7 separate regions of the Mus musculus genome follow, and regions 1, 2, 3, 4, 6 and 7 are each linked to region 5. Evidence: chromatin contacts called from public HiCAR-type and promoter capture Hi-C data. All regions are on one chromosome and are shown on one strand. The core of a region is the stretch at or near the end of the contact, and the rest is flanking DNA. Distances in the headings are between cores, read along the strand shown. Region 1 holds the start of Zfp995 (zinc finger protein 995). Region 2 holds the start of Zfp994 (zinc finger protein 994). Region 3 holds the start of Zfp13 (zinc finger protein 13). Region 4 holds the start of Paqr4 (progestin and adipoQ receptor family member IV). Region 5 holds the start of Zfp945 (zinc finger protein 945). Region 6 has its middle 85 kb from the start of Zfp947. Region 7 holds the start of Zfp947 (zinc finger protein 947).

Region 1 (3,231 bases), core at 222-2,721, 960 kb before region 5:
TGAATGATAACAAACCCTAGAGTAAAAAACAACAGCTTGGCCACCTATGTGAGGGCAGAGTGCTTTCCTTCAACCAAAGAGACAATTTTCTGATACAGGGGAGTGATCATAATTATTCAAAAGATGTTTTCTAAAACTTTATTTTAATGTATAGTGTGTCGAAGAGACTCCAATATTGGGCTTGCCTGGACCCAAGGAGTAACATAAGAACTCAGCATATGAAGACATAGTTCTGAATGTTTTACTTACATCCTAAACTGCATACAACTCTGATTAAAAAGTTCATGGCCACTAAAATGTCTGCTTAGTAAATATTAGTGTTTACACCCATAACAGTAGGGCTCGATAAAGTATATTTTTTGGTTCAATAAATCTGCACTGGTTCCTCATATAATAGTATATACAAAGCTCTCTGGGGATGCCTATTAACCGGGCCAAAGGCATTCTCTTGAATAAGCAATTAGTAAAACAAAGCAAGAAAGCAAGAACAAATTCACTTTCCACTATCTTTGTAATTGGCACATTAGGAAATAGATGGTGCAACTGCCCTTTTACAAGTTTTTTTTTTCCATTTTTTTATTGGGTATATTTTTACATTTCAAATGTTATCCCCTTTCTCAGTTTCTCCTCCACAAACCCACTATCCCCTACCCCTGCCTCTAAGAGTGTGCTGCCCCACCTACACACTCACTTCTACCTCATCGCCCTAGCATTCCCCTACCCTGGGTCATTGAGCCTGCACAGGACCAAGGGGCTCCCCTCCCAGTGATGACCAATAGGGCCATTCTCTGCTACAAGTGCATCTGGAGCCATGGGTCCCTGCATGTCTACTCTTTGGTTGGTGGTTTAGTCCCAGGGAGCTTGGGTTGGGGCGGGTAGGGTGTTCTGGTTTAACAGTGATTTTATGACTGAATATTCCTGTAACTGTAAGATAAATTTTAAAAAATCACGATAAATCCCAGGTCACAGGATCTCAAACTTCTGGTCAGTGGTAAGATATCTACAACAGAACTGTGAGAGCGGCATCCATAAAAGCAGCTGCGGAAAACATCCCCCTGCTCCGCTCCCTCCCGTTTCCCAGCCCCGCAGCTCCTCTGACCTGGGACCTTCCGGGGCCGCCGGGCTGCGGTGCCCGCCGCTGCGCTGCTGACTCTCCCAGGTCCACAGTCACAAAACCGCGTCTGTGGAGACTTTTCCGGGTCCAGAAAGGGCAAGGATGCGGAAACCGGAAGGTAGAAAGACGATCGGTGGAAGTTCCTGTCACTCAGGCCTGGATCTTAGGAGCTGCTCTCCTAGACCCGCCCAATAAACCGTGGTTATGGTCACGTGGTCCCCCAAATCAGTTTGAGAGCAAGAGCTTTCCCCTCCTTAATTACTACTGCTTTTTTCCTGTTCTGGTCAATGTCCTGGTCTTGCCTTTATCCCTGCCCCGGGGATTCCATTCCCTCCTGCTCAGTCATCAGCTTCCTGCCACACAGCTCCACCTGCGGACCTGCTCTGCACAACCTCCCTACTGCTTGCTGACAGACTAGAAAAAAACTGGTTCCATAGGAAGCTGAACTCTTGACATCTGAGAGTGAGTTCTGAAACCCTCAGATAATAGAGAGGCAGCCTAACTTCTTACCTTTGGACACTAGCCTCCTAGGCTACAATCGCACAGCAAAATATAACCTAGACCCTAAATTCTTTTTTTTTTTTTTTTTTTTTTGTGTAGAGTAGAGTTTATTTAGGGCATGGGGTGGGGCTTTAAGAGAGTAATGGAGGCAAAGAAAGACAGAGAGAAGGAGAGAGTAGGTAAGTGGAGACTGGCCTTGCCCTCCTGGAGAGAGGGTGGAAAGGAATGGAGGGCAGAGGAAGGAACAAGGGAGGAAGAGGCCAGAGAGACAAGACTTTAAGAGATAAATTCCAATTTCTATGTTGCACCCCAACACACAAAACTAAAAATGAGTCCCAAAATTTGGCTTCCTTCCAAAGCATGTATCAAAGCATACATGAAGTATAAGAGGGACCACTGAGATGAAAATGTGGATAAAGACAGATGGAACAGAGAATGGTGGGAGGGTGCTCTGCAAGCTCTCTGGGGAGCTCCAGGGACAACGGTCACTCTGTGGAAACAACAAGGTGTACAACAGGGCAGTTGGAAAGCACTGATAAAGTTAAACTCCAAGAGATTTGTCATGGCCACAATAGCAAAGAAAATAGATAATGCAAATAGTTTGCACAAATATTTTCCTACAAATAGTCTGACAACCATAACATGAATGAAAACATCAGCGTCAGCCCCAGTTCATGTAAGCAAAAATACAGTGATAGCACAACAGAATTTTGATAGCCAGGAAAAATAAAATGCCTTCTGACGTGAGTTTATAGTACTTAAAATTCCATGCAGACGGGAATCGTGGTCAGAATCAGAACGGTAAGGAAAATGGACGTAATAATACTTGAATTCTCAAGGGAAAGGGCATTTGTGTCTGACACATCATTTTATCACTCTGGTCTATAACACAGAAGCTGGTATTTGGGTAAGGAATGCATTGAATATATATTTTTCTTTTGGTAGGATGGCCAGTTTTACTATGTGAATCCTCCTCATCCACAAGCTTGGGAGATCTTTCCACATTCTAGTATATTCTTTAATTTCTGTCTTCAAAAACTTGATTCTTTTATCATAGATGTCTTATACTTGCTTGCAATGTGGTGTGGAAAACATATAATCTCAACTGTTGTTTCTACCCAGGTTTTGATTATTCACTTTCAAGGTAAAAGACATACACAATCTTCATAATATGCCTTTATCAGCCCTAGTACTAGGAATGTATATATCATCTATGCTATTAGTATGTCTATCTCCCAACTATTAATCCCACTATATTTTGCCATGTTTTATTTTGGTTGCTTTGAACTCCAATTAGCCAGCCAACATGGCCATTATCGAAGACTCTTAGCTCATGGTGGCTTCCTCTTCTTCCACCTTCTTTCTCCCCAGGGTTCTTCTCTGACACACCTCCCCACCAAGCCTATTTCTCTTCTGCCCAACTATTAGCTGAAGGCATCTTTATTCACCAATCAGTGATCACTTTGGGGGTAAGGATAAAGAACATCACTTGAGTCTCTGCAGAATCTCTGATCCCTAGGAGGCAACCAGGCCTTGGGCCACTATTTAGCATTACAATATGAGCAAAACACAGAACCTCAACAGCATAGAGTTAACACCAACATACTTTATATTTT
Region 2 (3,464 bases), core at 716-3,215, 640 kb before region 5:
TGCTCCAAAACTCCATGAGCAGAAAAAAAAACTAACAGGCATCAAGTGTTCTGACTAAACAATACATTAAAATTGTAACAAAGAAAATATTTAATACTGGTAAAAAGATATGATTAGGGATGTGAATGGGAGGGGGACAATATCCCTCACATACAAACCAATTAAATTACATGTGCCTCTGTGAATTAATTCTTCCATAAAAGGTCTTCTAAAAATTACAGTGGGAATATTCTGATGTTATTCTCACTGCAATTATCTAGAAATATTTAGAATGAAATAGAATCTGGCAAAACAAATCTCATGTCCTCTTTGTACTGGGACTTGAGCCCCTCCCCATCCCTTCTTCATTCTCTCTAACATACCTGGATCCTTTGCTAGTTTCCTCTCTTCACCATCCAGGGTTCTCAGTTTCACAGGTGAGCTGAACTACCTGATGAGTGTGATACCTGCACAAGGGAAAGAGTCTTCAGAAAGCACCCAGAACTTTTCATGGAACAAAAATAAAGGATGCCTAAAAAAGGATAAACATGAAGGAGAGAGAAAATATCAGAAATAAAAATGTCTCTTTTCCTCTAAGCATGTAGGCTCAGACACATGAACAGTCATTCTCCCTTGAACTCTGAGGAAGAGCTAGGGAGACTTCAGGAAAACTATTGTCATTAACAGAAACCAGACTGCTGCACTGTCCAAAAGAGATCTCTGCCAAAAGCCCTGTCTGCAGGGTCTAGGAATTCCCATTTCTCCTACTAGAAGTCCACAGACACAGCACTGAATGATAACAAACCCTAAAGTAAAAAACAACAGCTTGGCCACCTATGTGAGGGCAAAGTGCTTTCCTTCAACCAAAGAGACAATTTTCTGATACAGGGAAGTGATCATAATTATTCAAAAGATGTTTTCTAAAACTTTATTTTAATCTATAGTCTGGTTTAAGAGACTGCAATATTGGGCTTGCCTGGACCCAAGGAGTAACATAAGAACTCAGCATATGAAGACATATTTCTGAATGTTTTACTTACATCCTAAACTGCATACAATTCTGATTAAAAAGTTCATGGCCACTAAAAAGTCTGCTTAGTAAATATTAGTGTTTACACCCATAACAGTAGGGCTCGATAAACTATATTTTTGGTTCAATAAATGGGCACTGTTTCCTCATATAATATTATATGCAAAGCTCTCTGTGGATGCCTATTAACCGGGCCAAAGGCATTCTCTTGAACAAGCAATTAGTAAAACAAGGCAAGAAAGCAAGAACAAATTTACTTTCCACTATCTTTGTAATTGTCATATTAGGAAATAGATAATGCAACCGCTCTATAACAAGTTTTTTTTTCTTCGTGTTTTTATTGGTTTTTTTTTTTTTTTTTTTTTTTTTTTTTTTTTTACATTTCAAATATTATCCCCTTTCCAAGTTTCTCCTCCACAAACCCACTATCCCCCTGCCTCTATGAGTGTGCTCCCCCACCTACCCACTCACTTCTACCTCAGCGCCCTAGCATTCCCCTACCCTGGGTCATTGAGCCTCTACAGGACCAAGGGGCTCCCCCTCCCAGTGATGACCAATAAGGCCATTTCCTGCTAAGTGTGCAGCTGGAGCCATGGGTCCCTGCATGTCTACTCTTTGGTTGGTGGTTTAGTCCCAGGGAGCTTAGGTTGGGGCGGGGAGGGTGTTCTGGTTTACCAGTGATTTTATGACTGAATATTCCAGTAATTGTAAAATACATTTTTAAAGAATCACGATAAATCCCAGGTCACAGGATCTGAAACTTCCGGTCAGTGGTAAGAAACCAATGACAGAACTGTGAGAGCGGCGTCCTTAAGAGCAGCTGAGGAAAACACCCCGCTGCTCCGCTCCCTCCCGTTTCCCAGCCCCGCAGCGCCTCTAACCTGGGACCTTTCGGGGCCGCCGGGCTGCTGTGCCAACAGTTGCACTGCCGACTGCCGCCTCCCCAGGCCCTCCGCCACGGAAATGCTTCTGAGGAGACTTTTCCGGGTCCAGAGACAGCTAGGACGCAGAAACCGAAAGGTAGAAAGTTGATTGGTGGAAGTTCCTGTCACTCCGGCCTGGATCTTAGGAGCTGTTCTCCTAGACCCGCCCAATAAACCATACTTAGGGTCACGTGGTTCCCCCAAACACTTTGTGAGCAAGCGCTTTCTCAACCTTAATTTTTAATACTTTTTTTCCTGTCTGGTCAATGTCCTGGTCTTGCCTTTATCCCTGCCCCGGGGATTCCATTCCCTCCCACTCAGTCATTGGCTTCCTGCCTCACAGCTCCACCTGTGGACCTGCTCTGCACAACCTCCCTGCTGCTTGCTGACAGACTAGGAAAAACTGGTTCTGTATGATGCTGCACTCTGACATCTGAGAGGTAGTTCTGAAACCCTCAGATAATAAATAGGCAGCCCAACTTCTTAGCTTGGGACGCTAGCCTCCTCGGCTACAATCGCACAGCAAAATATAACCTAGGCGTTAAATTCCTTTTCTTTTTTTTTTTAAAGTATAGAATAGAGTTTATTTAGGGCATGCGGATGGGAGTTAAGAGAGTAGTAGAGGCAGAGAAAGACAGAAGGAGAGAGTAGGTAAGTGGAGGCTGGCCATGCCCTCCTGGAAAGAGGGTGGAAAGGAATGGAGGGCAGGGAGAGGCACTAGGGAGGTAGAGGCAAGGGAGACAAGAGTTTAAGAGATAAATTCCAATTTCTTATGTTGCACCCCAACACACAATACTAAAAATGACTCACAAAGTTTGGCTTCCTTCCAAACCATGTATCAAAGCATACATGAAGTATAAGAGGGACCACTGAGATGAAAATGTGGATAAAGACAGATGGGACAGAGAATGATGGGAGGGTGCTCTGCAAGCTCTCTGGGGAGCTCCAGGGACAAAGGTCACTCTGTAGAAACAAAAGCTGTATAACAGGGTAGTGGAAAGCACTGATAAAGTTAAACTCCAAGATATTTGTCATGGCCACAATAGCAAAGAAAATAGATAATGCAAATAGTTTGCACAAATATTTTCCTATAAATTGTCTGACAATCATAACATGAATGAAAACACCAGCGTCAGCCCCAGTTCCTGTAAGCAAAAATACAGTGATAGTACAACAGAATTTTGATAGCCAGGAAAAATAAAATGCCTTCTGATCTGAGTTTATACTACTTAAAATTCCATGCAGATGGGATTCATGGATTCGGGATCAGAATGGTAAGGAAAATGGACATGGTAATACTTGAATTCTCACGGGAAAGGGCATTCATTTTATCACTCTGGTCTGTAGCTCAGAATCTGGTACTTGGGTAAGGAATGCATTGAATATATAGATTTCTGTTGGTAGGATGGCCAATTTTACTATGTGAAGCCTCCTCATCCACAAGCATGGGAGATCTTTCCACAGTCTAGTATATTCTTTAATTTCTGTCTTCAAAAACTTGAACCTTTTATCATAGAAGTCTTACAATTGTT
Region 3 (3,237 bases), core at 386-2,885, 720 kb after region 5:
CCAGTGTGCAGCTGACAGGGTATGACATCAGCAGAGAATGCAGATACACAAGGCTCACTGGGTATCAGAGGAAGGGACACTGGATACTGGTAACAATTCTTTAAGTGTCTACACCATAAAAGCAGCAGTACTTGTACCAGTGTATATTTATTAATAGTTATAACACCAACAGAACTAGGTGGGAGGATCCCAGTCCCGCTGACTTGGTCTGGTAGTTCTGGGTGTTCTCGCTTCATGGACCACAGGAGTCATCAGTTACAGGCTCACAAACTGCTTACAGACGACTCACACACTCATTATCTCCTTCGAGCCTACCAGTGACCTAGTAAGACAAGTGGGAGTGAGTCAACTTTACACACAGCACAAGTAGTTCCCACAGAGCAGGGCTGCCCAAGGTAACACACCAGGCCTGAGGCTGAGTCAGAATCCTCTAGCTCCAAGACCGGGAGTCCAAGCCTGGACCCACAAAGATGGCGATTACACACACACACACACACACACACACACACACACACACGCACGCACACACCTAGTAACAGGCAGAACTAGAACTTGGACACAGAGAGGTAAGCTATGAGGAGGTGCAACCCAAGAGAAAGAAAGTGGGCAGTAGAGGACTTTCCTGTGTTCTGTGGGCACTATGCCCCTTACTGGACAGAACAAAACCAGTTACACTGAAAAGACCAGTTGGAAGCTATTTTCCATGATTACACCTCTTCTCCCACAGTGACTCTCATGCTTCCTTTTGTCCAGACACAGGTTTTGAAAACACCCTCTCCTACAGTTCAAGGCATCCCTCCCTAGCTAGGATCCCAGGATACCTCATGGGATTTCTCCTCGTTCTCAGTAGCCGCGATGCTTTGACTGTCTGCAGACATCTTCCACTTCAGAGCCAGGAAAAACAGCAAATGGTTCTTTCCCTTGCTAGTCGAGCCCCGTCCAGGTTTTAGCCAAGAACCTGGAAAAGAGGAAAGTAATCACTACCGTAGGAACACTTCCAAAGTGTCCAGCACTCCCCATGCCTGACCACAGTGCATACGAAGTCTGCCAGCCCCTACGGTGCCCCGCGGTGAATGATATTTTCTGGTTTCTCGGAAAGGAATGGTATTGTCCCCTTTGTCACTGAAGCAAGAGCCCTAAATCTCAGTGAAGCCAGGTGATGGCAAGTGAGGGCTGAATCAGGGCTTCTTGTCAATGAGGTGCAGAAACTTCTGCGGAGAGCCTGCCAAGGAGGCGCCAGTGCGTTGATGCCTGCTGTGTGCCCCAGCCGGACACAGAGCTTCGCCTGAAACCCACAAATTAGCTGCCACCGTCAGCCGTTCTCTCAAAGCTGCAGCTTCCCACCTGGGAACGATCATCGTGGTCGTGGTCTGGGTGGTACGTGTCCTCATCTTCCCAATCCTGGGTCCAGCCCCTTCATTATCGCTTGCCAGCATTCCACCTTTGACCCTGCCCCCTTCTGCAAGCTGACTGCACGAGCCGATTTCCATGTGCCTTCCCTAGCATCCCCTTCACACAAGGAGGAAACAAAGGAGACCCGGGGGTGAAGGTGGGAATGGAGACCCCCTCCCTAGAGTGAAACCAGTGTCTGCAGCCAGAACAGAACGGATGGAGAAGCCCGGTGGAGGCTGGGATTAGGGACAACAGGAAGTTCCTTCCAGATCCCATTCCCCAACTCAGCTGTAGCTTTACAGAGTTCCCAGATTTGAGGGTTCCGGTCCTGGGGTCCCTTGCCTCTGCTGCACCTGCTTTTGGCTTGGGAGAAAGTGTCAGTGCTGGCTCTCAACGCTTACTATACCCAACGGTATCTATAAACACGAAACAGAAAAAACGGAAGATGCTCTGAGCCTTGTGGCACATGCCTTTAATCCCAGCACTCGAGTGGCAGAGGTAGGCAGATCCTTGAATCCTTGAGTTCGAGGCCAGCCTCGGCTACAGGGCGAGTTCCAAGACAGCACAGAGAAACTGTCTCAAAAACAAAACATAATTTCTGGTGTTTTGTGACTCAAAGACAGCACTGTAGTCATCATAACGGAGCAGCATTATTGCGCTGAATGGAAGGAGCAGAGCCATTCTCTCTCGCACACCACACCCACACATCAGAAGGTCTTTTACTCCTCTGGAGCACTTTGGACCCTCCCAAACTGGCAGAGTGCTCCATCCCTGAGTGCACTTAGGAAACAGGATGAGACTCTCTGTAGCCCACCCTGATGCCTACCTGTCTACAAGATGGGAGAGGAATTGGATTTTAAAAGAATCATTTAGGCTCGATAATAGAGGCGTATGGAGACTGACCCAGGGTGAATTTGAGAGAGGGGGAGGTATGGGGGATGAGTATAGTTCAACTACATTGTACAGAACTCTGAAGAACTAGATAAGATATCATGGATTTGTTGTCTCCGCTATGTAGCCCTAGCTTCCCTGGAACTCACTATATAGACCATGCTGTCCTCTAACTCTCAGAGATCTGAAGATACTATGGTTTTTAAAAGACAGAGAGTGGGGTGGAGGGGTGGAGTGATGGCTCAGAGGTTTAGAGCATTGGCTGCTCTTCCAGAAGACTTATGTTCAATCTCTAGCACCCACGTGGTGGTATTCCTAGCAGATCTGACACCCTCTTCTGAATTCCAAGTGTCTTGCACCCACATGCCACACAGACATATATACAACAAAATATAATAACTTTTAAATAGGGGCTGATTCAGTTGTCCAAGATCCTGATGCTACCTTCAGACCTGGGGAACTAAGGCTCTAAGGGGGAAGAAAGTGACTGTGCTTCTCATTCCATCCAGAACAGGTCATAGCAGTGTTAGGAGAGGGGTGGAGTCTTAGCCTGAGAACACTTCCTGGGGCGGAATGGTCTGCAGGAATTCATCCTGTGCCTGCTGGCTACAGCTCATCACTCATCGAGTCTTTTGAGACTGGATCTTTCATTCCAAAAGGCAAATACTAGTGGCTGAACAGTGGTTTGATCCTATAATCTCAGAAGTGATCAGGAGGCTGAGGCAGAGGAGTACAAAAAGTGAAGCCAGGCAGAGAGGGCTACATAATTCACAGAAACTAGGGCTACGTGGCAAGAAATTGTCTTTAAAATTTAACAACAAAAAGGAGCAACCCTAGTTCCCTGCACAAGTTCATGAAAGAGTAGTAAACTCAATGCTCCAAGGTATGCTAATCATAAAACAGATTCCTTCCTCCACCCACCCGCTTCCTGGGTTCAAAGAGTATTCATTCAAA
Region 4 (3,468 bases), core at 375-2,874, 870 kb after region 5:
CGGGCTACAAACTTTCAGAAGGGTTACTGTCTGTCAGGATCACTGCAGATCTAGGAAGCAGAGACAATAAGCCCTACTTTGCAGGTGCAAAAACTAGCTTGGAGTAATCTGTCCCAGCTGAGCCCAGCGAGTAGGCAAAGGAGAGAGGATGATGAACCAGGGCAGACCAATTCCTGGCTAAAGCCACAGTTCCTCCCTGCCACACAGGAGGCCAGACCAGGTCTGTCTTGTCTGTCTGTCTGTCCGTCCTGCAGAAATCTGGAGAAGCATGACCTCAGCCTGAGTTCTGATTAGGACAGGAGGGACATACCAGCCTCAGGGTTACTTAACATTGTCAAATGTCCAGGCAGATGGAGGCTTTGGGTCTTTTTGTTTTCCATAAAGAAAGCCAGGAAAGGCCAGAATGAGGGGAAAGGACTGGAAGAAGCCTATCCTGTCTCCACTGGGGCGCTTTCAGCTCTGTTCTTTCCAGTGCTGGCCTTTCTTGGACATTCCTCCCTTCCCCACAACCAGTTGGCATTGCCTTAATAGAGGACAAATGCAGGCATCAGCCCCACTCTTGGTGGGGGTCTGACTAGACAATAGCGCTCTTCCTCTAGAGAAAAGCCCAAGTCTAAACCTAGCTGGCTCTAGTTCCCTCTCCCAGCTGGGGCGGCTCAAGGACAGGCCAGGGCTGTGTCAGCAGAGCTCTAGGGGCCCGCAAGAAGTGTGTTGGGGGGCGGGGTGGGGGAAAGCGGAGCCCCACGGTACTGCTATGGTCGTGGGGACTCAAGGCTATCGCGAGGAAGGGCTTGGGTCAGGCAGGGGCAGTCTTCTCTCCAATTCCTCCTAGCCAGTGAACGCCCATCTCCAGGATGAGCGCTGGAGGGGGAGGGTGCCCAAGGCGCAGGATTATCAAGGGGATACCAGGATTCTTACCCCTAGAGCTCAGCCGGATTAAGCTGGCTCTCACTCTGCTCCCCTGTCCTGCTTTGGGGCACTACTGGGAAAGCAGGAGCTGGCAACGAAGCTTGGGACAATGGCAGCTTTGTCACCGCGGCGCCTGACCCAACCAGAGCAGGGACAGTCCAGGACTTGAGCTTGGGGGGCTGCTGTGCTCACAGGCAAGGCGGCCGCGAGTGCAAGAAGCGTGAATCGGGGCGCGGCTCACCTACCGTGTGTGTAGATGTTGCCCAGCTCGTTGTGTAGGTAGAAAAGGCTGCGCAGACAGCCCGAGCCGCTGCTGGCCGGCCGGTAGCCGGTTAATACGAACTTATTGAACTGCAGGTGCGGCGGCGAGCTAGCCCAGTCCAGGAGACGAGGCCCGGTCAGGAATGCCATGGCCTCACGCACTGCGGCCGACCGGCGACCCTCTGCGCCTGGGCTTCCTTCTCAGTGGAGCTGCAGCGCTGGGAAGCTCATCCCGATTCACCTCCGGCTATCCGGTGGCCCTGCCCGGGTCAGCAAGGAGGTCCCGGCCCCCTTCCCTCACGCGCTGCGCACGCGCGAGTTCGACGCCCCCGCAAGGGAGAGAAAGCTGGCAACCCCAGGTCGGAGCTCAGTGCATTCAGCTCCACCGTAGCAGAGCGGCGGAGGGAGAGCTCCGGTTGGCCGCAACGGCAGCCAGGCGTCTCGCCGCAGCCCGGAGGACGGGCGCGGCCGGACGCCGGAGGGGACAGCAGGCTCCACCCCGGCTCCTCGCCCCCGCCACCCTGCCTGTGTTTCGCGCGCTGGATTCCTGACGTTCTTGTTGCAGGGACCAATGGGCTCTGCGGACGGAGATGCTCCGCCCCGAGACCGCCCATGCCTTCTCTTTTTAACATATGCGGTTCCAGCCTTCTTTGCGTGGAGTGGCTGTTGGCTTGCGACGCGAGTTTCTGTGTCGGGCTCCTCCACTGGAGTGGCCTAGCACCTTGGGTCTACCAACATTATCACACCCCAGCTTTCTTAATGACCTTCAGGTTGCCGCACCTTTGGGCACCTACCTCAAGCACATAACCCGGCTACCCAGCTCTAAACCCACAGTCAGACTCTGTCCAAGGTGCTGCTGGCTAAGCGCCCCACCACCACCCCCCACACCCCCCAGAAGAGTCCTGAGCAGCGCAGGCGCTTACCCACTTTGGAGGCATATTTCCATTGGCGGGGAACCCAAGCGTCTAAGATGTGTGGTGCACCTGGAACCCTTAGCGAGGCCCAGCCCTTCCGGCCAGGCTGCTTCGAGCTTGGGTTCCACCCAATTCACTCCCTTTTATCGCCCACAAAGCACACCCTTAGCCCTGCCCAGTACAGGCAAGGAACGGGCAAAGGCAGGAGACCAGGGAAGCAAGGTCGGTTCTCTTCTACTCTGGCAGGGACAAGGAAGGCGCTTCTTCCTCATAAAACTACCCAAGACCAACTTCCACATCCTCTCATAAGAAAGCTCACAGTGTGGACACCCAGCATCCCACCTGCAGCCCCCCTGCCCACACCCTTATCGACAGGTTCTTCCTCGCGCAAAGAACTTGCTAAAGCCTCTACCAAAATAGGCCTTTTATTTTAAGTCTATACTGAGTCTTTAGATCACTTTTGTTTTGTTTTTGTTTTTGTTTTGTTTTGTTTTTTGAGACAGGGTTTCTCTGTATAGCCTTGGCTGTCCTGGAACTCACTTTGTAGACCAGGCTGGCCAGAAATCCTCCTGCCTCTGCCTCCCGAGTGCTGGGACTAAAGGCATGCGCCACCACGCCCGGCTTTAGATCACTTTTGTTGGCCCCTAACCTTTCATCGAGGGCAGCAGTCCAGGACCATCCCCAAAAGAGGCGCAAAGAACCCTGAAACCAAACACCACCCATCACATCAAGGTCCATGAATTAGGGTGTTGGATTCCCTTTGTCCTTTGGCTTCAGTCATCTGGACCCCAAGGGTCAGGCCAAGTTCCCAAATAGCACTGGATGCTTCCTGTCCGATCTTCTGGTCTTCCCGAGATGATCAGAGACCGAGCTGCTTTTAAAGGGGCACAAGGTCGAGGTAGGGTGCTGCATAATATCTCGGGTGTCCATCTCGCTGGCAGAAGTGGTGATGGACTCACGTACGTCTGGGGTCAGAGAGCAGAGACGAGCGAGCGCAAGGAGCTCTGGCTGGAGGCACTCAGGGGACGGTAGCCCGCAGCAGGACCCTCAGCCTGAGAGTCCCCTGGGGGACAGGGCAGGGCCACCCCTCGGGGCCGGCGGTACCACACAGCCCAGCTTCTCCCGGGGCCCCGGGAAGGTCCCATGGCCAGAGACCCTTTTCCTGGAGCCAGCAGACAGCTCCTAGGGAGGGAGCAGACGTCAGCTGGACCCATACCCAGCCCTGCCTCTAACATCCTGCTCTGCCTGCAAACCAATTCTCCCACGGCCTCGCCCACTCAAGAACCCAGGGCCTTCCTAGCTTCGTCCCCCAGCCCAGGCTTCCCACCGGAGACCCCACACCCGAGGCACGAGGCATCAGGCGCCCAGTGCGGGCTCTGCCCTC
Region 5 (3,205 bases), core at 529-3,028:
TCTTCAGAAAGCACCTGGAACTTTTCATGCCACAAAAATGAAAGATGCTGACACCTCCCAAGAGGATAAACATGAAGGAAAGAGAAAATAACATGAAAAAATGTCTCTTTTCTCTGAGGATTTTACTCTGTTCTATGAGGTGTGAGACTCATTCACACACAGTTCACACATATGCCGAAGAGTCCTTTTCCCAGGAACCCCAAGGAAGACTCCAAGAAAACTACTGTGACTCACAGAATCCAAACTGATGCACTTTTCCAAAAGGAGGTCTCTGAAAAAAAGCCCTGACTGCAGGGTCTAGGTAAGAAGTCCATAGTCACAGAATTCAATATCAACAGACCATGAAATAATGAACAGTTTGGCCACATGTGCTTTTCTTGAACTAAGGAGACACGTTTCTGATGTAAGTGAGCAATCATAATTATTCAAAAAGGGCTTTCTAATTTTATTTAATTTAGAGTGAGTTTTCTATCTATAACAATAAGGTGGCTTGACATTGCCCTTCCACAGCATGCATGCTGGTCTGGCCTTGTTAGATATCAAAGGAGCTTAGGAAAAATGGCTAACTGAGGTGCCTATTAATATATCATAGTGGACATCTTTGGATAACTGTTTCCTTGGCACCTGTTTCCTCTCTTGGGAGCCTCCTATTCCCTAACTCCCCCTTTCAACCCCCCAAGTCACGGCCAGGTTAAGTTTGGACCCTTCCAGATACCTCTGTTCTCTCATACTGTGAAGCCCAAAATTAACATGTAAGCACTACCTACCCAAGAACCAAATAACTTCCTAAAATGCTGGGAGTTGTAGTTCTTGGAAAAGTAACAAACTCTCATGGGAATGTATGCAGGTTTGTCTTTATAAACTCCTGTAGCATGAGGCCAAAGTCCATAGCTTGGTCAGTATTTAATATTTAATAATACTTGCCCAAATGGTGGTACTGATTTGTCTCAGGCAAATCTCAGGATTAACATAACTTACAATAAATTTTCTCCTCAACCATACCTTAGAGCAGTCACGTCCTCAGTTTTCAGTTGTAACTCAACATATAAAGACACATTTCTGACTGCAGTATTTACATCACAGAGTGTGCACATCTAAGATGGAAACCAAAACCAAAACCAAAGCAAAACGGGGAGTAAAGCTTTGCCCAGTAATATTTAAAGTTCACAGCTCTAACTATGGTGCTTAGTCATGTATATTTTCTGACTCAATCAAATCTCAACTGGTTCTTCAGATGACTAATATCTGCAAAACTCTCCGAGGATGCCCATTCTCCGGGCCAATGGCCACTCTCTTGAATAGGAAATGGTGGAACAGGGGTGTTAAGAAAGCATGAGTGAATTTGAATTCGAGGAGCTTTGTAACTGCTGGAGCAAAGAGAGCTCTGCGTGCGAACTGCAGATTCTGCAAATGCTCTACGAGATTATTTTCGGAAAATATTCTGGCAACCATAAGATAAACGAAAACATCACGATAAACCCCCAGTTCATAGGATCTCAAACTTCCCGACAACGCTAAGATAACCATGGCAGAATTATGAAAGCGGCGTCCTTAAGAGCCGCGGAGGAAAACACACCCCTGCTTCTCCGCTCCCACCCTTTTCCCAGCCCCCCAGCCCCTCTGACCTGGGAGGTTCCCGCTGCCGGGCTGCTGACGCTTCCAAAATGCTCCCAGAGGCACCTGAGTCTTAAGGAAGTTTTCGGGTACCCTAATACACGGCCGGGTTCTTCCAACCCCACTTCCAGACCGTGCGGCTCCCTGAGTTCTTCAGGGAAAGGTGGAATTTCCTGTCACTCACGCTTGTTTTCTTAGAGAAGCTCCTCCTGTACCCGCCCAACATAGCCCACTTCCGGTTATGCGATTCCTTTAAACCCGCTTACTATAGGCCTGTTTTACTTTAATTTACTTTACTTCCCAGCTGGTTTTGTTTTGCCCCACCCCCACCCCCCTAAATCATCTGCTCAGACAGGGGTGTCCACCCATCAGGAACAGCTCCTCCCACTCAGTTTTGGGCAGCCTGCCACACAGCTCCAGCTGCCAGACCTGGACTTGCTCTTTGCTCTCATCATCCCCTATACTTGTTGCCAGGCTTGACCAGAATTGGATCAAATAGGATGATGCACCCAGTATCTGACCTCCAACATGGGTTCTGATCCCATCAGATATGTTATTCTAACTTCCCCTCCTTGGAATACCAGCACACACACACACACACACACACACACACACACAGAGGAGTAAATTCTGATGCTCACTCAGATCCTTTTCCCAAAACAAAATAAAACAAAAATTGAACGTTGTTGCCTCTAAACACTAATCATATCTGTATCCCCTAAGGAAAGGAGCTTAAATATCCAATATACAGAACTGAAAACCAGAGTCATGTTCAAGAAGGTCAAAGTTTGTAAAGTATGTTAATAAACTCAAAATAGGAACAAAATGGTTGTGGGCAACAAAACAATAGCAAATGCCTGAAGGAAGTAGTGACAATATAGAATATGCAAACTGAATTTAATAAGTAGTGCACACTGTAATTCCCCACTCCCTACAATTCTGGCCCATACTTCCAACTAATCTCCTTCTCTCTCTCTCTCTCTCTCACTCTCTCTCTCTCTCTCTTTCTCATATTCATTTCGATTCATTTTGTTTTGTGACCCATCATGATTAATCAGGATCATCTGTGAGACACTGGTTTTGGAACTATGTTTTGGAACCTGCTGGTCTCAGCAGATGAGACACAACTAAGCACAGTGATTTCCCCTTCTCCTAAAACTGACTTATTGCCACAGTCAGGGTGGGGTCCTGTGACCCTCTCCTCTTTGGAGACTGATTGTAGCTAGGGTTAGTCTTGAGTGAGGTCAGTGCAGGTAAATACAGGTGCTCTGAGTCACTGACTACAATAGTTGTATGGAATCTGGAGAATGACATGTTATGGCCATCTCATCTTTTCTCCTTACTTCTTTCTCCTTCCTCTTCCTTAATATTCCCAGAGCTATAGATGGCATGATGTAACTGACTTGTTTATGATTGTGCCCATATACATTGCTTATTTTCTGCATATTTGACAGCCTCATCTTTCTGCATTATCACTGAATTTTCATACGGAATTTTTGTCCTTTAAGGAAAGGAAGGAAGGAAGGAAAGAAGGAAGGAAGGAAGGAAGGAAGGAAGGAAGGAAGGAAGGAAGGAAGAGAGAAATAGCCCG
Region 6 (3,142 bases), core at 581-3,080, 790 kb before region 5:
CATGGGGTAGGCCTATCTGTAGATTGATATAAAAGGAGTATATCAGTTCCAAGGCAATCAGAAATAGATCATTTATGGTAGCCTTAGGTGACTCCTGTGAAAGAGTCTATGCCCCAAGGCATCATGACTCTCAGGTTGAGAACTGTTCTAGGCAATGTCAAGACAGAATCATCAAGATGTAGGTATGACAGAAACTCTCTGAGGGCTGCTACTCATAAGAGGATATGCATGAAGATAAAGTGAATCATTTCCACAGTACACACAGATTTATAAAGAACTCATTCTATATCATCTTTTGCCTGAGTATATTTTATTCCATATGTTATTTAATCTTCATGGCTCCACGGGAAAACATAATTTTCAGTGCAATAATACCCATTATGATAGTGCCATTGTAAAATGAAACAGTTCCTGGCTGCTACAGATTTCCCCTATGATGATAACCCTTGTAATTCCACATGAAAGTAAAAATGTGTGACATGGGTCTCCTCTTATATATACTTATACATATATACATTCACACACAGGCATACAAATTATATATGTCTAAAAATAAGAACTCATTCTGAATGTTGACATAGTATTACTACACAAAGTTGTGTTGATAGTAGCATATATGTAACTCTTTTTATGTATTATATTGACCCTACGTTTCTCTCATATCAAATACTTCTCCAGACATTTAACAGCCACTTGGATGGTCTCTTTCTATGCCACTGCCCAAGTAGTTTAGTGTGACAATGGGAAATAGTAGATGGATGGCATGCTGTGGAAAGTCATACAAAATTAATGAGAATCAAAGCGGAAAAGGACGATTTTTCTAGAAAAAAAAGTGACTATCAACGTTTATGTCATAAAACTAGGTCAGGCAATGAGCAAGTCCTGACACAGTATCTCCACTAACAATGTCTGCGGACTACACAGACTCAGCAATGAAATCTCCAATTCTTTTAGAAACCCTGTAATAATCTTAAACAGGGGATATTCCAGAATATGCAGAATAATGAAAGAAAGAGGGTGTTAAGACAGTCATCACACAAAGCTGACTTTACCTTGACTTAAAAAAACAGATGAACAAAAACAAATTACAAAGGAAAAAGTTATAGAGTAGTTGCAAGGATTTACATTAACAAGCAGATTCTCTTTAATGGATACAGAAAGGGAACGAGTTGATTTCATACCAACAATGTAAGACTGTTTCAAGATCCACAACACAAATAATTCAAAGCACAAAATATGTAAACCAGTGAGGGAAGACACACCACCCTGTCAACACATCCATAAAACGTCTGGGGCAAAATGTCACACGGGTTCACTATGAAAGCACTGAAGAATATGAGAACAGAAGGAATATACCTCAGCATAATCAAGATATAGTCAACATTCTAACTAATCGTTACATAATTTGAACACAGTCTCCATCATTCCACTGTATTCAGAAGAAAGAAAAGGACGTGCAATAGCTTCACACTAACTCATAACAGTGTATGAGTGCTTACAAAGAGCAAGTAACACTTAGAACATTTTCCATGAACCAAAAAAGAAAACAAGGGATGTGCTCACAGCTCCGCGGACTTTCCCGGTTCGCCGCCGTCTCCCCTGCGGGGGGACCCGGCCTCCGCCGCCCGCACATGGCCCTGCTGAGGTCCCTCTGCCTCCTTGTGCCTCTACCGCCGCGTACGCAGCCTTCCCGGGCCCTGCACGGGAGAAGCGGGCGGGCTCTGCTGCCATGACAGGCTCTGCCGCGCACAGACGGGGCTTCCTCGGCCCGCAGCTGTTTCCGGGGTCCCCGGTTCCCCCCGCCGCCGCCGCGTGACTTGAGGCCCGCCGGTGTTCCCCGCTGCAGAACTGTGACCGTTCACCGCAGCCGCAGAGTGAGGTCACTGCCACCGCCCACAGCCACGGAGCGAGGTCACAGCCGCCAACGCATGCACGCACGCACACAGATGTGGATGCGGTGGTCAAGGTGTCTCTGCGACCCCCACCAACCCCGCCCCGCCGGACGGACACCCCAAGGTGCAAGGAGAAGGCCTTGAAAAGGCCGCCTTTGGGAGAGAGGAGGGTCGCATGTGACCGCGAAGATGGAACCGCCATCCCTGTAGTCCCTCCCCGTTCATATATACGTATGTATTCATGAATGCGTATGCAAACGATGCTTAAATGTGTCTGTGAATGTCCCCGCCAATAAAATTGCTCTTCATATGCCAAAAAAAAAAAAAAAAAAAAAAAAAAAAAAAAGAAGAAGAAGAAGAGAAAACAAGGATGCAGTTTTTCCCAAATTACATAATTTGGGAAACATGATTATTCAATTCAAAAACTATAAACATTTCACAAGAAAGCTCCATTCTGATAATACTCTTAATAAGCTATATAAAACTACAAGAAAATATCACTTGGTTTTATACATTGCTGGAGAATATGCTGAGAAATCAGCAGACCACTCATTGTGGTGTAGAATTCAAATTGCTAACAGGGCCTTGTAAGCTACTGGGCAAACAACTCATGAGCTATTGTCCTCAGATACTGAATGCTAGCTAGTGCTGCAAAACAAACATGTCCAGCAAAGTAGGCTCACCAGCACAACAGTCCCAAGACAACTTTTAAGTAAGAGAAGACTTTCTGGTTTGGTCTGAGGTCAGCCACAAAGGAAATGCATAGCTGGTATTAGAAACCAGCCAAAAGGTAATGACTGGAAAGATCACAGGCCCAAGACAGAACCTATCCCTGATTATATATATATACTGGAATTGCCTTGAAATGATTCTACTTACACCATAGCCTGGTGCTGCTTGAAAGCCTAATAAATCATACAAACATAGTTTGCAACAAAAAATTGTCATTTGAGAGACTACTGAGTATAATGAATGATGTGTGTGTGTGGGGGGGGGGGGGTGAAAGGTGGTAAAAGCTGGAGGAAGGGTTATGGAAATCCATACTGTCATATACCAGCACAGTTGTAATTATGGATACATGACAGCCTTGCTACCAATACAAAACCTGCTTCAAAACATACATGAAACATGAGTGGGATGAATAGGATGAAAATGTAACAAGGGATGGGAAAGGTGATTAAGAGAGGGTCTTGCCCAGAGGTACTATGTGGCACTGTTGGGACTTTTCACAAATCTATGAGACACATGAC
Region 7 (3,188 bases), core at 504-3,003, 700 kb before region 5:
GAAGACATAGAATTAATGACATATCATTGATCAGTGGCCATTAGAAAGAACTATGCAGCTCTCATTGTAGCCTGTGCTAGCTTTCTGAGTATCTGATTGTGATATCCCCATCCTTAGAGTTCTGTCTTTTCACATGAGCTCTCTTTAATTCACATGACCCTTGCAATGGTGCCATTTGCTAGAGTGCATATTATAACAGTGCACATTATAGTGCCATGCTGTTTTAACATTTTTCTCCCCAAATCTGAGCTAATGAATTCCCTTTTCTTATGAAAAATCCAGTTCTTGTTTTCTTTCTTTCTTTCTTTCTTTCTTTCTTTCTTTCTTTCTTTCTTTCTTTCTTTCTTATTAGATATTTTCTTTATCTACATTTCAAATGATATCCCGAAAGTTCCCTATACCCTCCCTCTGCCCTGCTCCCCTACCCACCCATTCCGGCTTCTTGGCCCTGGCATTCCCCTGTATTGGGGCATATAAAGTTTGCAATACCAAGAGGCCTCTCTTCCCAGTGATGGCCGACTAGGCCATCTTCTGCTACATATGCAGCTAGAGATATGAGCTCTGTGGGTACTGGTTAGTTCATATTGTTGTTCTACCTATAGGGTTGCAGACCCCTTCAGTAAAAAGATGTTTTCTAAAACTTTATTTTTAATCAATAGTCTGGTCTAAGATCTGCAATATTGGGCTTGCTTGGACCCAAGGAGTAACATAAGAACTCAGCATATGAAGACATATTTCTGAATGTTTTACTTACATCCTAAACTGCATACAATTCTGATTAAAAAGTTCATGGCCACTAAAAAGTTTGCTTAGTAAATATTAGTGTTTACACCCATAACAGTAGGGCTCGATAAAGTATAATTTTTGGTTCAATAAATCTGCACTATTCCTCATATAATATTATATACAAAGCTCTCTGGGGATGCCTATTAACCGGGCCAAAGGCATTCTCTTGAATAAGCAATTAGTAAAACAAGGCAAGAAAGCAAGAACAAATTTACTTTCCACTATCTTTGTAATTGGCTCATTAGGAAATAGATAATGCAACCGCTCTTTTACAAGGTTTTTTTTTTCTTCATGTTTTTATTGGTTATTTTTTTTACATTTCAAATGTTATCCCCTTTCCACAAACCCACTATCCCCTCCCCCTGCCTCTATGAGTGTGCTCCCCCACCTACCCACCCACTTCTACCTCAGCGCCCTAGCATTCCCCTACCCTGGGTCATTGAGCCTGCACAGGACCAAGGGGCTCCCCTCCCAGTGATGACCAATAAGGCCATTTCCTGCTAAGTGTGCAGCTGGAGCCATGGGTCCCTGCATGTCTACTCTTTGGTTGGTGGTTTTGTCCCAGGGAGCTTAGGTTGGGGCGGGGAGGGTGTTCTGGTTTACCAGTGATTTTATGACTGAATATTCCAGTAATTGTAAAATACATTTTTAAAGAATCACGATAAATCCCAGGTCACAGGATCTCAAACTTCTAATCAGTGGTGAGACATCTACAACAGAACTGTGAGAGTGGCGTCCTTAAGAGCAGCTGCGGAAAACTCCCCCCTGCTCTGCTCCCTCCCGTTTCCCAGCCCCGCAGCTCCTCTGACCTGGGACCTTCCGGGGCCGCCGAGCTGCAGTGCTGGCAGCTGAACTGCTGACTCTCCCAGGTCCGCAGCCAAGAAAATGCTTCGGAGGAGACTTTTCCGGGTCCAGAGAGAGCTAGAATGCAGAAACCGGAAGGTAGAAAGACAATCGGTGGAAGTTCCTGTCACCCAGGACTGGATCTTAGGAGCTGCTCTCCTAGACCCGCCCAATAAACCGTGGTTATGGTCACGTGGTTTCCCAAAATAGTTTGAGAGCAAGAGCTTTCCCCTCCTTAATTACTACTGCTTTTTTCCTGTTCTGGTCAAGGTCCTGCTCTTGCCTTTATCCCTGCCCTGGGGGTTCCATTCCCTCCCGCTCAGTCATCAGCTTCCTGCCACACAGCTCCACCTGTGGACCTGCTCTGCACAACCTCCCTGCTGCTTGCTGACAGACTAGGAAAAACTGGTTCTGAATGATGCTGCACTCTGACATCTGAGAGTGAGTTCTGAAACCCTCAGATAATAAACAGGCAGCCTAACTTCTTAGCTTGGGACACTAGCCTCCTCGGCTACAATCGCACAGCAAAATATAACCAAGACCCTAAATTCCTTTCTTTCTTTCTTTCTTTCTTTCTTTCTTTCTTTCTTTCTTTCAAGTATACAAAAGAGTTTATTTAAGGCATGGGGATGGGAGTTAAGAGAGTAGTAGAGGCAGAGAAAGACAGAAGGAGAGAGTAGGTAAGTGGAGGCTGGCCATGCCCTCCTGGAGAGAGGGTGGAAAGGAATGGAGGGCAGGGGGAGGCACTAGGGAGGTAGAGGCAAGGGAGACAAGAGTTTAAGAGATAAATTCCAATTTCTTATGTTGCACCCCAACACACAATACTAAAAATGACTCACAAAGTTTGGCTTCCTTCCAAAGCATGTATCAAAGCATACATGAAGTATAAGAGGGACCACTGAGATGAAAATGTGGATAAAAACGGATGGGACAGAGAATGATGGGAGGGTGCTCTGCAAGCTCTCTGGGGAGCTCCAGGGACAAAGGTCACTCTGTAGAAACAAAAGCTGTACAACAGGGCAGTTGGAAAGCACTGATAAAGTTAAACTCCAAGAGATTTGAAATGGCCACAATAGCAAAGAAAATAGATAATGCAAATAGTTTGCACAAATATTTTCCTATAAATAGTCTGACAATCATAACATGAATGAAAACATCAGCATCAGCCCCAGTTCATGTAAGAAAAAATATAGTGATACTACAACAGAATTTTGATAGCCAGGAAAAATAAAATGCCTTCTGATGTGAGTTTATAGTACTTAAAATTCCATGCAGACAGGATTCATGGTCAGGGTTAGAACGGTAAGGAAAATGGACGTAATAATACTTGAATTCTCAAGGGAAAGGGCATTTGTGTCTGACACATCATTTTATCACTCTGGTCTATAACACAGAACCTGGTATTTGGGTAAGGAATGCATTGAATATATAGATTTCTTTTGGTAGGATGGCCAGTTTTACTATGTGAATCCTCCTCATCAACAAGCATGGGAGATCTTTCCACATTCTAGTATATTCTTCAATTTCTTTCTTAAAAAAAAACTTGAATCTTTTATCAT

Evidence for each region. Promoter capture Hi-C pulls out the DNA fragments that hold promoters and counts their contacts. HiCAR-type assays count read pairs that join an accessible place to other places. Capture Hi-C pulls out chosen DNA fragments and counts their contacts.
Region 1: a HiCAR-type map of astrocytes shows a contact between it and region 5, with 5 times the contacts expected there. The contact joins the promoter of Zfp995 here to the promoter of Zfp945 in region 5. A contact is called at or near these places in 2 of 39 promoter capture datasets (hippocampal neurons and liver), 1 of 115 datasets of contacts at active chromatin or transcription factors (astrocytes) and 1 of 9 other capture datasets (adipose tissue).
Region 2: a contact with region 5 is called in a promoter capture Hi-C map of adipose tissue. The contact joins the promoter of Zfp994 here to the promoter of Zfp945 in region 5. A contact is called at or near these places in 1 of 39 promoter capture datasets (hippocampal neurons), 1 of 115 datasets of contacts at active chromatin or transcription factors (astrocytes) and 1 of 9 other capture datasets (adipose tissue).
Region 3: a promoter capture Hi-C map of cranial neural crest shows a contact between it and region 5. The contact joins the promoter of Zfp13 here to the promoter of Zfp945 in region 5. A contact is called at or near these places in 11 of 39 promoter capture datasets (the 3T3-L1 cell line, 3T3-L1-derived adipocytes, the HPC-7 cell line and 6 more) and 6 of 115 datasets of contacts at active chromatin or transcription factors (the 230-238 cell line, the NIH/3T3 cell line, astrocytes and 3 more).
Region 4: a contact with region 5 is called in a promoter capture Hi-C map of cranial neural crest. The contact joins the promoter of Paqr4 here to the promoter of Zfp945 in region 5. A contact is called at or near these places in 3 of 39 promoter capture datasets (cranial neural crest, liver and stem cell-derived epiblast-like cells).
Region 6: a promoter capture Hi-C map of liver shows a contact between it and region 5, with 4 times the contacts expected there. The contact joins the enhancer-like site here to the promoter of Zfp945 in region 5. A contact is called at or near these places in 3 of 39 promoter capture datasets (the 3T3-L1 cell line, hippocampal neurons and liver), 2 of 115 datasets of contacts at active chromatin or transcription factors (astrocytes and embryonic stem cells) and 1 of 9 other capture datasets (adipose tissue).
Region 7: a promoter capture Hi-C map of hippocampal neurons shows a contact between it and region 5, with 4 times the contacts expected there. The contact joins the promoter of Zfp947 here to the promoter of Zfp945 in region 5. A contact is called at or near these places in 5 of 39 promoter capture datasets (the 3T3-L1 cell line, the C10 cell line, embryonic stem cells and 2 more) and 1 of 115 datasets of contacts at active chromatin or transcription factors (embryonic stem cells).

What each region holds. Positions count from the first base shown.
Region 1 is chr17:21,908,455-21,911,685 of GRCm38.p6, forward strand. It overlaps Zfp995 (zinc finger protein 995), which reads right to left and starts at 1,472. Exons shown (of 5, transcript NM_001256493.1): 1 at 1,100-1,472.
Region 2 is chr17:22,223,649-22,227,112 of GRCm38.p6, forward strand. It overlaps Zfp994 (zinc finger protein 994), which reads right to left and starts at 1,966. Exons shown (of 5, transcript NM_001205095.1): 1 at 1,891-1,966; 2 at 363-446.
Region 3 is chr17:23,584,617-23,587,853 of GRCm38.p6, forward strand. Zfp13 (zinc finger protein 13) reads right to left here and starts at 1,636. Exons shown (of 6, transcript NM_001356268.1): 1 at 1,345-1,636; 2 at 822-958. The coding sequence starts at 878.
Region 4 is chr17:23,738,706-23,742,173 of GRCm38.p6, forward strand. It overlaps Paqr4 (progestin and adipoQ receptor family member IV), which reads right to left and starts at 1,625. Exons shown (of 3, transcript NM_023824.3): 1 at 1,155-1,625. The coding sequence starts at 1,320. It overlaps Kremen2 (kringle containing transmembrane protein 2), which reads right to left. Exons shown (of 10, transcript NM_028416.2): 10 at 2,494-3,266. The coding sequence ends at 3,056.
Region 5 is chr17:22,865,356-22,868,560 of GRCm38.p6, forward strand. It overlaps Zfp945 (zinc finger protein 945), which reads right to left and starts at 1,779. Exons shown (of 5, transcript NM_001110254.1): 1 at 1,626-1,779.
Region 6 is chr17:22,079,446-22,082,587 of GRCm38.p6, forward strand. No RefSeq gene overlaps it. Among named protein-coding and RNA genes, the nearest start is that of Zfp947, 85 kb to the right of the region's middle. Within about 2 kb of position 1,831, at least 148 of the 459 cell types and tissues checked have an H3K27ac peak or open chromatin away from gene starts, as enhancers often do. A contact at or near this core is called in embryonic stem cells, hippocampal neurons and liver, where this site is marked.
Region 7 is chr17:22,164,224-22,167,411 of GRCm38.p6, forward strand. Zfp947 (zinc finger protein 947) reads right to left here and starts at 1,754. Exons shown (of 5, transcript NM_177596.3): 1 at 1,596-1,754.